Linked DNA regions of Mus musculus: region 2 is linked to region 1. Evidence: chromatin contacts called from public HiChIP or PLAC-seq data. All regions are on one chromosome and are shown on one strand. The core of a region is the stretch at or near the end of the contact, and the rest is flanking DNA. Distances in the headings are between cores, read along the strand shown. Region 1 overlaps Spag1 (sperm associated antigen 1). Region 2 has its middle 22 kb from the start of Snx31.

Evidence for each region. HiChIP or PLAC-seq counts read pairs in DNA pulled down with a chosen protein or histone mark.
Region 2: a contact with region 1 is called in an H3K27ac HiChIP or PLAC-seq map of acute myeloid leukemia, with 3 times the contacts expected there. The contact joins two enhancer-like sites. A contact is called at or near these places in 3 of 484 Hi-C or Micro-C datasets (CD4 T cells, the G1E-ER4 cell line and bone marrow-derived DN2 thymocytes) and 6 of 115 datasets of contacts at active chromatin or transcription factors (acute myeloid leukemia, bone marrow-derived macrophages, embryonic basal ganglia and 3 more).

Annotation. Positions count from the first base shown.
Region 1 is chr15:36,189,513-36,195,760 of GRCm38.p6, reverse strand. Spag1 (sperm associated antigen 1) reads right to left here. Exons shown (of 20, transcript NM_001359982.1): 6 at 5,225-5,289; 7 at 4,526-4,635; 8 at 3,652-3,757; 9 at 255-385. Among named protein-coding and RNA genes, the nearest start is that of Spag1, 16 kb to the right of the region's middle. Within about 2 kb of position 3,625, at least 16 of the 459 cell types and tissues checked have an H3K27ac peak or open chromatin away from gene starts, as enhancers often do. A contact at or near this core is called in acute myeloid leukemia, where this site is marked.
Region 2 is chr15:36,574,152-36,580,352 of GRCm38.p6, reverse strand. No RefSeq gene overlaps it. Among named protein-coding and RNA genes, the nearest start is that of Snx31, 22 kb to the right of the region's middle. Within about 2 kb of position 1,617, at least 121 of the 459 cell types and tissues checked have an H3K27ac peak or open chromatin away from gene starts, as enhancers often do. A contact at or near this core is called in acute myeloid leukemia, where this site is marked.

The DNA.
Region 1 (6,248 bases), core at 2,376-4,875:
CTGGATCCTAAGGCAGCAAAAGGAGACTGTCTTCCACAGGTTCTTCCACAGGGTGGAGCTTAGGCATAGTTCCTCAAAGCCCACTTCCACAGTGACACACTTCCTCCAACAAGACCACACCTCCTAATAGTGCCACTTCCCATGGGTCAAACATTCCATCCACCACATCTACTATTTCTTTTGAAAGAAGCAGCATCACAAAGTACCTCAGGTGGGCTGCTGGACCTGAGACAAGACACTCACTGCCTGCTTACCTTTTACGTTTCCGGGATCTAGCTCCAAGGCCTTCTCACAGTCTTCAAGAGCACTGCTCCATCTCTGCAACTTGATTTCGGCCTGAGCTCGATTGTTATAGGCAATGGCGGTGGGAAGGGCTGATAAGCTCCTACACAAGAAACGAGTTGGCGACAGGGAGGTCAGAGACAGAGGAACTCAGTTGAGGTTATGTTGTAGTCTGAGTACAAAATGTCCTCACAGGCTGGTGGCACAGTGGTGAGGGGCTCTGCAAACATCAGAGGCTGAGCCTAACAGAAGGAAGCAGGGACCATGTCCTTGGCTTTTCTTCCCTTGCCCCAATGCATGGATGTGTTGGAGACTGGTTCTAATGCTTTGATTCAATCAGGAATCTGTGTGTCCAAATGCTAAAGGTCCTTGTCCCCAATTGCTTTTTGATCAATCAATAAAGATGCCAATGGCCAATGGCTGGGCACAGGGGGAGAAAGGAAGAAAGATCGCCAGCCTTTAAGGTAGCCAAGGCATTTCAAAATTAAGCTAATGTGTATGTGTTTTGCATTTTTGAATTCAGAGAGCTTCTTTGGAGGGGTGTGGCTGAAAACATGCGACCCCCGGGGAGCATGAATCGGTGTAGCTAAACACTCCTGCTACATAGTTGTCCCTGTCCTGGTCCCCTCCTATGTCTCACCATCAGGTGCAGCATGAAACTCATTCCTGCCACCAAGTTGTTTACCCTTACTTGAGACCCAAGGTAACAGAGCCAGCCAAGCTACCAAACATGAGTTCAGCCCAGAAACTGTGAGCCACTGTAAATCCTTCCCTCCTGAAGCTGCTGTCTCAGGCACTTAGGTCATAGCTATGCAAAATAACCAGTACAAACTGTAAGGAAAATAAATCGAGACTGTATAAGAGATGAACTCTGTCCCTTAAAATTTGTATGTTGAAATCCTAAACCTATGATGTCTCAGAATATAAATACCTCTACATGGAAGGCTTTAGAGATATTCACACAGATCAGTGCTTGCCGGGTCAATCCCCAGGACCACTGTCGCAGTTTCTTTTCCTGTTGCTAGGATAAAATACCCCAACAAGACAACTTGAGGTGGGAAGACTTATTTTGGCTCACAATTCAAATGCAGCCCATCATGGTGGGGAAGATCGTCATAGCCACAAGCAGGGAGCAGAGAAAAGCATGGATGTGCACTGTGGCTTAAGCACCCTTCTCTGTCTATACTATCTAGGATCCTTGGCAAGGAATGGCACCACCCATAGTGGATGGGTTGTCCCAACTCAACACAATCAAGATAATAATCCCCCACAGGCAGGTCTATGGCCCCAACTTCCAGGTGATTATAGATTCTTCCAAGATTACAAATAACACTAGTCATTAAAACCATCGCAAAAAAATGTTTTAAAAAACAGTAACTTAATATGAGGCCCTCAGTGTGTGTACTCTAGTCTGACAAAACTGAAATCCTATAAAAAGAAGAGATTGGAGCCAGATATGAGTGACAGACCATGTGAGCAAACAGGAAGAAGACGGACACCTGCCAGCCTAGGTTTGCACATTTCACCTTGAGCTTAGACTTCCAGCCTTTAGAAATGTGAGGTAAGCGTCTTATTCAGGCTACCAGGGCTGTGGTATCTGTGATGGCCCTAGCTAAGACCCTTAACTACACAGCAAAAGGCTCCAAGTTAGTTCAGCCTTTAGAGGGGGGATGGAAGCAGGAGGATCGGAGGTTCAAGGCCAACCTGGGCTCATAAACCTATGAGAAAAGGGGGTGAGGGAAAGGAGGGGGAAGGAGTCTGGCAGGGCTGGTGTCCGCTGGCTGAAGGAACCCCACATGTATCCTTTCTGCTTCCAGTCAGATGAACACAAACACCATCATCTAAGCTCATCTGGTAGCATACATCTGCACTCAGAGCGGAGGCAGGAGGACTGGAAATCCAGAGTTCTGAGCTACAATACACAGTGAGTTTGAGGCTAGCTTGTTATATGGGATACTTCCTCAAAAACCAAACAAAACTAAAATTTATAGTCTTCCTTACAAAGGAGGAGGGAAGGCTTTATAGAGCTTAATTGTGAGCAGGATTAGTGTTTCTTCTTTTATTTGTTTATTTTTTAAAGACAGGGTCTCTCAATGTAGCACTGGAACTTACTATGTAGACTGGGCTGTCCTCAAACTCGGAGATCCTCTTGCCTCTGCCTCCCCAGTGCTGAGGTCAAAGGTGTGCACCTCCATAGCCAGCTAGCATTAGTGATTCTAAAAGTCTGGCTGTGACAGTATTTTATGAACTTCATCTACTTTACCTACTCCATCTTGGGACCAGCTCTAACTTAAAAGAAAAAAAAAAAAAAAAAGGCTGAGAACTTGACCTGCAGCTGAACCTAAGCTGTACTCAAGTACCAGGAAGGACCCCTCGGCTTGTCCTTGGCCCATGTCCCAGAGTTACTCCCTAGCTACCTCCTAGCAACAGTCAATCAAGGTTAGTCTGGTTGTTTCAGATGTACTTTCAGACCCTTGGGGATTGTTCATGGTCTTGTTTCAGAGCAGCCACCTGTCAGCTTACAACAGTCATTCTATTAGATGCCTGCCAGGCTGGCTACCCCCTCACTTGCTCCTATTTCCCATAAAACCTTGTCCTGCTGAGGGTTCGAGGCTGCTCTGCCTTCCCTTCTCATTCTGCTGTGTAGGACTGGGTTGAAGGAGAGCCCAAACCTGAGCTTGTAATAGAGAGACCCTAATGTGATTGCATCGGTAACAGCTCCCTGGTGGTCTTTTGGGGGTTCACAAATGTTTCCTGGCACAACAGCATAATCTTCAAGAGTTCACAGATCCGAATGAAGGCCTGCTCTGAGCCAAGCCTTACCGGGTAGTGAGGAGGGAGAGTATCAGACAATCGATTAAGTATGCTCTGCTGTAGTAGCTTATGGTGCTGTTGCTGTCAGACCACGGGATCTGAGCTGGAGCCTTGAGAGGAGCTGCTGTGCTGTGTTACAGGGAAGAGTAACTTGGCTGGGGGCTCAGGGAAGAGTCCTCTAAAGAACTGAAGGCATGGGATATGTCCCAGAAGATAGGTAGACTCAAAAGATAGTGAGGGGATGGGGACAGCCGCGGAGGAGACCGCACGGGTGAACTCATGACATCACAGGTACAATCCCTAAGGGATTCAACACAGCCTATCTAGTTTATTTATGTGGATGTTTTGCTGGCATATGTCTGCGACCACATGTGTGCTTGGTACCCAGCTGGATGTCCTGGAGCCGGAGTTACAGCAGGTTGTGAGCTGCCATGCAGATGCAAGGAACTGAACCTGGGTCCCTGGAAGAGCAGCCCCCACCGTGCTTACTTGCTGAGTCACTCTCCAGTCCCTAAGAGAGCAAACCTAAGCCACAAGAAAGGAGAACCCACTGACCTGGTGTAATACATCACGGCCTCTTCATAGTCCCCAGAGTAGAAAGCCTCGTTCCCTTTTCCCTTTTCACGATTGGCAAGAAAACTCTTTTCCTTCTCAGTCAGACCTAGAGATAAACTCACATGAAAACACAGCCTAAGATGATTTCTTGCAAGGCTTGAATGCTTGAGTGCTTTTATTTTTAGGGTGGCCTGAACTAGAACCTGGGGCCTCAAGCAGGCCTAAAAAACATTCTACCACTGAGCTACACTGCCACACCCAAGAAGAGTTGCTTTAGCGAAGCAGAAAGCCATAGATTAAATAAACAAAATAAATGCTCTCTTGAGTTTAGGGCTATTTCTTCTCTTCTAACCATGTGGGTTTTTTGTTTTTGTTTTTTTGGTTTATTTGATTTTTTTAGGATTGGTTTTCTTATGGCTGGTTTTGCTATTACTTTAAAGGCTGGACTTCAGATGAAAAAGCGTCTCATTTCTTTTGTCTGATGCAAAAAAAATGAGATTTTTTTTTAAAGAGGGTTGGAAAAAGAAATGGAAAACAAAAAAATATTCTAAGAAAAAATAGGTTTATATTTTGAAGTCTTACAAACTTCATTATTAAAGCCAGGTACAGTAGTATACATCTCTAACCCCAGCACTTAGCTAATGTAGGCAGAATACCAGAAGTCCAAGGTCAAGCTATGGTGAGTTCAAGGCCAACCTGGGCTACATGAAATTCTGTCTCAAACAAAATTGAGCAATAAAAGCTAGAAATAAACTTGTTAGGAGTAGTCAACTCAGTCCAAAAGCCTATAAATGTTCATGGAAATCTCCTTGGCGGACACGTTTCCCATAACTAAAAGGTTGGAAAACGACCAGCCCCCTTCTTCTCTTCTTACCTGCTGTTTCTATTTTTGTCTCAATTTTAGACAGATGAGCCTTGTTGTTTATGACAGTCTTTTCTTTGTAATCCTCATCAATCTTTGAACATTCTTTTTCCACATCAAATCTGAAACAACAACAGAAGACTAGTACAAAACTAGTGAGAGACAACCTCAGTCCTGCTCTCCTTGCCTCTAAGGTTCACATTGGGTGTCTGCAGATGGAATGCCTGGGACAAACTCTAAGCCCTGTCCTGGAACGGGCTCTGTAGACCAGGCTGGCGTTGAACTCACAAATATCGCCTGGTCTATAGAGCGAGTTCCAGGATGGCCAGGGCTACACAGAGAAACCCTGTCTCAAAAACAACAGACTTAAATCTAACCTATTTTATGGTTGTTTTTTTTAATAAAGAAAAGGCATTATTAATGAAAAAAAATGAAATTGGAAGAGCTTAGACTACCAGATGTGGTGGTGTATGCTTAGAATTATAGCAGCTGGGAGCATGGGGAAGAGCAAGGATAGCCTGGATTACATCATGAGACCCTGTCTCAAAAGAAACAAGAAAGAAGGTGGGAAGTGTTCAGTAAAATGGTAACTTTACTAAAGTAATTTGAGACCCTTGATGTATCAGGCTTATGATATTATAAATTAGTAAAGCATTTAACAGTGGAGCATTTTTCAGAGACAACTTTTAAATAAAGAAATATAAAACATACTTATCCCATTCTGCATAATCCCTTGGAATCCTCTTCTTAGCTGTCTTACTTTTAGAATATGTTTCCTGAAAGAATAAATCATATTTGATGAGATACATTCAACCTAAACTCACCAAGAACACTGGCATAAGATAAACAAATGAAACAGATCAAAAAACCAGATCCCTGTGGGGTTAAAAGAACTCCAGTGTCTGATGTAACCAAACCTGAGGTGAAAGACAGGGGTTAAATCTGTAGTTAATCCCAAGGACATACACGAAAACTCACATATGTCAGTGATGGTTTCTTAAAATAAAAATAGCACTAAACTCACCCATTCTTTTAGAGCCGAGGCACTGAGAGAGACAAGAGTAACGACTTTGCTGGATTAGGAAGGGTTGTTTTGTTTGTCAGGCAGACATCCAACTTAAACTAATTCCAAAAAACAAAAACCAACCAAACAAAAATAACAATAACAACAACAGCAAAAGAGGCCCAGGTCTGCTGGGGAGGACTTTCCTGTTTCTGCTCTCTTCAGAGACCCTGTCCTCCCTGCCTGCTGACCCCCTCTTACTGATGGCTGTGTGCCCTCCCTGCCTGCTGACCCCCTCTTACTGATGGCTGTGTGTCCTCCCTGCCTGCTGATCCCCTCTTACTGATGGCTGTGTGCCTTCCCTGCCTGCTGACCCCCTCCTCTTACTGATGGCTGTGTGCCCTCCCTGCCTGCTGACCCCCTCTTACTGATGGCTGTGTGTCCTCCCTGCCTGCTGATCCCCTCTTACTGATGGCTGTGTGCCCTCCCTGCCTGCTGACCCCCTCCTCTTACTGATGGCTGTGTGCCCTCCCTGCCTGCTGACCTCCTCCTCTTACTGATGGCTGTGTGCTTTCCCCATGTGGCAGGAGACACAGCCACAGCAATCTGGGATTAAAACCACAAAGGCCTCATCAGAGAAAACTAAAGAGTGGGCCTCCCCTCCTCCACCCTTAGAGAAACTGAAAGAAAGGGCTCCAGTGAGCTGGCAGAGCAGAGTGGCCAGGATCAGGT
Region 2 (6,201 bases), core at 368-2,867, 390 kb before region 1:
CAATCCCTCTACCTTTTCAACTCTGTTACCTGAGGCCAAGCTGTGACACTGTAGACTGTCTTGGAGCCTGGGCTGAGGATCCTGATCATGCCTGTGCACTTGTATGTCCACCACAGTGACCTTGACAGTGGCACACCTCACTTTCGTGTCTTGGCATCTTGCCTGATGGCACTCAAGTTTTGGTAAATGAAGTCTCGTTGGTTTCCTTAGAGGCTAAAGGCTACCTAAGGAGGACAGGGAGTGTTCATAACTTGTGGTGCTAAAGTCAGAAAGGGGTCGGAGGCAGCGAGAGAACAAACAGGTGCAAAGATTTGAGCGTGAACCCTACTCTACTGCTCACCCCACTCAGCCCTTCTTAGTGTTTTCCACTGTAAAGCAATGATAACAACTCCTGTGGGTTATCGGGAAGATTTGTGCAGATAAGATACATAAGCTGTCCAGTAGACAGGTAATCAACAGATTGAACTAAATGTTGTTATATGCCCTGGACAGTACTATGAGGGCTACCTGGGAGATCTTTTGCCTAAAATCACACTCTCTCTTCTCCTTGGAAGCTGTACTTGAATAACCAACATCAGGAATTGGTGTTAGAATGTATGCTGTGATTTCTAGAAGACCCATGTTAAAGGGCAACCTCACCACTTGCAAGTGGAGCCACTACAGCAAGCCTTTATCAAGAACTAGTCCAATCAGAATGGGCCTGGTGGCACAGGGCTGCCATCCTAGCTACTCAGGAGACAGGCACAAGGGTCACAAGTCAAAGGTCTGCTGGGACAGCCTATTGAGCCCCATGTCAAAATAAGTAAAATTTAAAGAGAGAGCTATAGATGATAGATAGGTAGGTGATAGCTAGATAGAATACACAGACACACACACACTTTATATAGGTAGACAGACAGATATATATATCGATCTCAGATGTAAAGTGTTCACTGTACATACATGAGGACTGAGTTTGGATCCCAGCACTAGCGTGAGAGTCTGGGTGTGTGTAATCCCCTCCCTGGGAGAGCTGAAGTGGAAGGATCACTGGGGGCTTCCTGGTCAGCTATTCTAGCCATTCAGTCAGCTCCAGACCCAGTGAAAGACCCTCTTCTTTGTAGAATAAAGTACTGGTCCTACACACACACACACACACACACACACACACACACACACCCCACATATACATGGATACACATACAAGCACACACACAGTCTACAGATATGCTCAGTGGTACAGCATTTGCCTAGACCCTGGGCTCAATCCTCAAAATTGAAAGAAAAACATCAGTTTAATTGATCAGCAAAGACTGAACTTGGAGAACAGGGCACTGCTGTACTTGTGATAAGTACTTTTTGTGCCCACTTGATCGTGGACTGCCTAAGTTCTTGATGGCTCCCCCTGATTGTATCTTTCTCTTGGAAGTATTTGGGCAATTAGCAAAGACATTGCACACAAAGGACAACTGCCTGGGCAAGAGGGAGTCAGAGTGGAGGCTTGTCTGTCTGTTAGCCAGTCCCACCGTGGGAGGGAGAACGGGAACTTCTTTCCCTCAGGAGCATGAGTGCTGCAAAGCCTGGCAGCAGTGTGAACGCGGAGCCTTCTGCAGTAGTCCACAGGGGGGCGCCATGTGCCAATCTTAATCTGTAAGATTCTGTCAAGAGGCGGAAGTTCACAAGCAACTGCTATGCAGAGACCAGTGTTGGTGCGGCTGCTTGCTGCCGAGGGAGCCCTGGCTGGCTTTCTGGCCCTTGCTCTCTCCGGATCTGAAAGTGAGGATCAGCCATCCAGTCTGAGGACTACACAATTCAGCGGCATCGCGAACTCCCAGGAAGTGCTGACATCCATCCACTCCTCAGGGCCTGCCCCTTGGAGGACCCGGTCAGAAGATCTGGCGTCGAACAGGACAGGATGGAGCAGCGAGGGGTCTGATGGCTTATTTTTTAATTCCTCTGGTGACAGTTTTATTGGGCTGTTATTTACATATGTTGTAACTCACCCATTTAAAGTGTACTGTTCAGGGGCTGGAGAGATGGCTCAGCGGTTAAGAGCACTGACTGCTCTTTCAGAGGTCCTGAGTTCAATTTGCAGCCACCACACGGTGCCTCACAACCATCTGTAGTGAGATCTGATGCCCTCTTCTGGTGTGTTTGAAGAGTGGCAATGTACTCACGCACACAATAAACAAACAAATAAATCTTTAAAAAAATTTGTACAGTTCAACGAGCTTGCTGAACACACGCATGGTTATGCAACCACCACCCTAACCATCCCTCAAAAAACTCAAAAAACCCTCTGTCTGTGATCTCACTTCCCAAAACCCCACTCCCAGGCAACACAGTTTTTACTTCTGAGTCTACAGAGTCACCTACTCTGGAGATTGATATAAATCAAGTGATGAGTTTAGTGCCTTTGCTTCTGGCTTGTCTCCCTGTTTGCAAGCTTTATCCCTGAGGCTCATGCAGCGGTGCTCATGCCAGTGTCTTAAGCAATAGAATTCTATTTCACTGTGTGAAATCCATAAACAAAATCCACATTTTGTTTATTGGGTCCTTATTTAATGATTTTTTTCTGTGTTCTAATTTATTATGAAGGATGTTGTTAGGACTATTCTCTTGAGAATAGTCATTTATTCTTTTTATTTATTCTTATATGTGGGGTATGGTGGTCAGGGAATAGCTCTGCAGAGCTGTTTTTTCCTTCCACCTTTCTGGGGGTTCCAGGGATTGAACTCTCATCACCAGATTTGTATAACAAGTCTTGCTACTCACTGAGTGAGCTCACCAACCCTTTTATATATGTGTTCTTGTAGGGACAAGATTGATTTATTTATTGTGTGTGTATGTGGTGTGCCTGTGTGTGCCTATGTGTGTGCACCTGTATGTGTATGTGTAGTATATGTAATTGTTAGTGTGGATATGTGTCGATGGGTGTGCAAGTATATGTATATACATGTGTGTGCGTGTGCGTGTGTATAAACCAAAGGTTGCCACCCCTCATCTTTTCCTGATCATCTTTATTTTTGGAGACAGTCTCTGGAGCTCACTGCTTCTGCTACTCTGGCTGGTGTGAGCTTTAGAGATTGCCTCTCTCTGCACCCACAGTGCTGGGGTGACAGGAATATGTCACCATGCCCTGCTTTCATGTGGGCTCCGGGGATCAGAACCCAGAGCCTCAGGTCTGCAAGGCAGACACACTTTCGTGACTGAGTGATTGCCCCAGTGCAGAGAGATTTTACCTTAAAGTGTTCTCCTGAATGAGTGGCAATGTAGGGAGAGTTTCTGGTTGTCCCTTCTGGAGGACAGAAGCTGCTGGTGGCAATTAGCTTGACTCTGGGGAAGCCACTAAATGTCATTAAGAGCTCATGGGAAACCACCTGTAACCCTGTGAACACAGCTAGCACGCCAAGGGGGAAGCTCCCACCTTCAGGAGCAGGCCTGCCTCAGACAGGGTTGGGAGGCTCTATGGATTATTCCCTCTTGCTGGAACTGTATCTACATGACCTCAAACTTCTATGAGCCATCCCTGGGGTGTGAGATGGAGCAGGGAATAGAGGCATCTACTGTCAAGCCCGATGACGTAAGTTCAATCCTCGGGGCCCTGCATGGTGGGAGCAGAGAACTGACTCATAAAACTTAACCTCTGACTCCCACAGATGTGTACCCCAAATAAAAAGAAAAGCTACCCTTACTTTTAAAAAACTCCTTCAAAGAAGTCAGAGCCATTCACATTTCATAGATCTCTGCAGTTTGAGGCTGAGTGTCTGTGCTAGAGCTTTTAAACACAGGCCCTAGAGCTGTGTGTGTGTGTGTGGGGGGGGGTCTTGGAAGCCACTTGGCACACCTTCACAATTGCAAGCATGTGTACCTGGAGATAAGTGGCCAGCTAGCCACATTCTTCATGTCTTTCTAACTGACTCTTTTTTCCTCAGTACTCTATAGTGACATCTCTAGGGTAGAGAATTAGTCAAGGGGGGACATATGCTGCTGGGTCCAGGAATGGTGGGTCCAGTCAGACTGGCCTTGAGCTTTCTATGTAGTTTAAACTTTAAGTAATTTTTATTTATTCTTATAGAAATGTGTGTCCAGGGCTTTTTGACTTAGGCTCTGGGGATCAAACTCAGGTCATCAGGCTGAGCAGCAAGTGCTTTTCTGCCAAGCATCTCACTGGCCCTAACAGTGAACCTCTGTATCACCCACCTTAGCCTTCTAAGGAGTTGGGAGTACAGACCTGCATAACCAAGTCACAGTCACAGTGACTGTCGCTGAGAGATCCATTTTCAGGTCAGAAAGCTGTAGCATAAACACCATCCCTCATGCTCCACCACCAGGGGTACCGTACTATAGATTCAAACATCCAGGGGTAGCCAACTACAGATTCCCGACTTAGATACTCAATGCTCTCACCCGGTCTTCCAAATGATTTCATGGGCTGCTCCTCTCCTGTGAAGACTGAAGGGATGGCCTAAGCTTATATGCGCATCATCAGATGGGTAGATGTTCCAACCACCATTCCTGGACCAGCAGCATACATCCCCTCTTGACTAATTCTCTACCCTAGAGATGTTGCTATAGAATACCGAGGGGGAAAAAGAAAAGAGTCAGAAAGACATGAAGAATGTGTCTGGCAGGCCACTTATCTCCAGGTACACATGCTTGAAACTGTGAAGGTGTGCCAAGTGGCTAAGACCCCCACAGCTCTAGGGCCTGTGTTTAAAAGCTCTAGCACAGACACTCAGCCTCAAACTGCAGAGTTCTATGAAATGTGAATCCCTAGCGCCTGATTTTTTTCTCCAATCCATATCTCTGTCTGGAAGTTCTGCCTTCTCTTTGCTGTCCTGCTATAAGCCATCAGGTTTTTATTAAAGCTAATCAGAGAATGCCTTAAGCAGAAGAGGAAGGACAAAGATACAACTCACACAGTGTACATTACCCCACACATACACACACAACCCACACAGTGCACAAAAGACCCCAACACATACACACACAACTCACACAGTGCACAAAAAGATCACCTCGAGACATACACACACAACTTCACACAGTGCACAAAAAGATCACCCCAACACATACACACACACACAACTCACACAGTGCACAAAAAGATCCCCTCAACACATACACACACACAACTCACACAATGCACAAAAAGATCACCTCAACACATACACACACAACTCACACAGTGCACAAAAAGATCACCTCAACACATACACACACAACCCACACAGTGCACAAAAAGATCAACCCATGTACACACAACCCACACAGTGCACAAAAAGATCACCTCAACACATACACACACAACTCACACAGTGCACAAAAAGATCACCCCAACACATACACACACACAACTCACACAGTGCACAAAAAGATCACCTCAACACATACACACAAACGTAAAATAAAATACTTTATTCTAAAAAGCAAACAAATTTTTAAAAGCTGGGCTTATATCCCAGTGATAAAATGTTTGCTGGACTTGAGCAAAGTTCTGGGTTCAATTCCCAGTACAACAAGAAGAAAACAGAAGTCAGCCTGCTTGGTGGAGAGAGCAAAGTTTATCCACACTCAGAGCTGCCCAGCAGGCTACAGTCACAATGCTTTTGTTACTTATTTGGTGATTTTTTTTGTTTCTCAACACAGGAATAATCTATGTTAAAAATACAAAAATCTCAACCCGAGGCCGTTCTAAATGGAGGGTCATTCCTTAGTGGCGTGCCAGTGTGAAGTCTATTGGTTCTTTTGGAGGCAGTTTTGGCTCAGCATTTGGGAAACAGTTTAACCCATTGTTCATTCCATAATCTGGTATGAGGAAACAAACTGAAGTGGGCAAGGGGCAAGAGCCAAGGGCAGGAGGAGGCCATGATGGAGTGCATGGGAGACACTGCGAAGAGAGTGACGTTTGCTTGAGACCTAAAGAAAGTGAAGGGTGAGGTGGTGTCCAGTTGTAGCTCAGTTGGTAGAAAGCTTTCGAGCGCTCACGAAGCCTTGGGTTCAGATCTCAGCACCAGATAGACTGGAATAGTGGTACATACATATAATCCCAGCATCTGGGAGGTAGAAGTAGGAGGATTGGAAGTTCAAGGATATCTTTGGCTACACAGTGTATTGGAGGATGCTTCAGCTACATGAGACCCTATGTTAAAAGAAATTAGGTAAGGAATGGGTCATGTGGCCATCAAGTGAAAGAGCATTCTGGTAGGAAACAGGAAG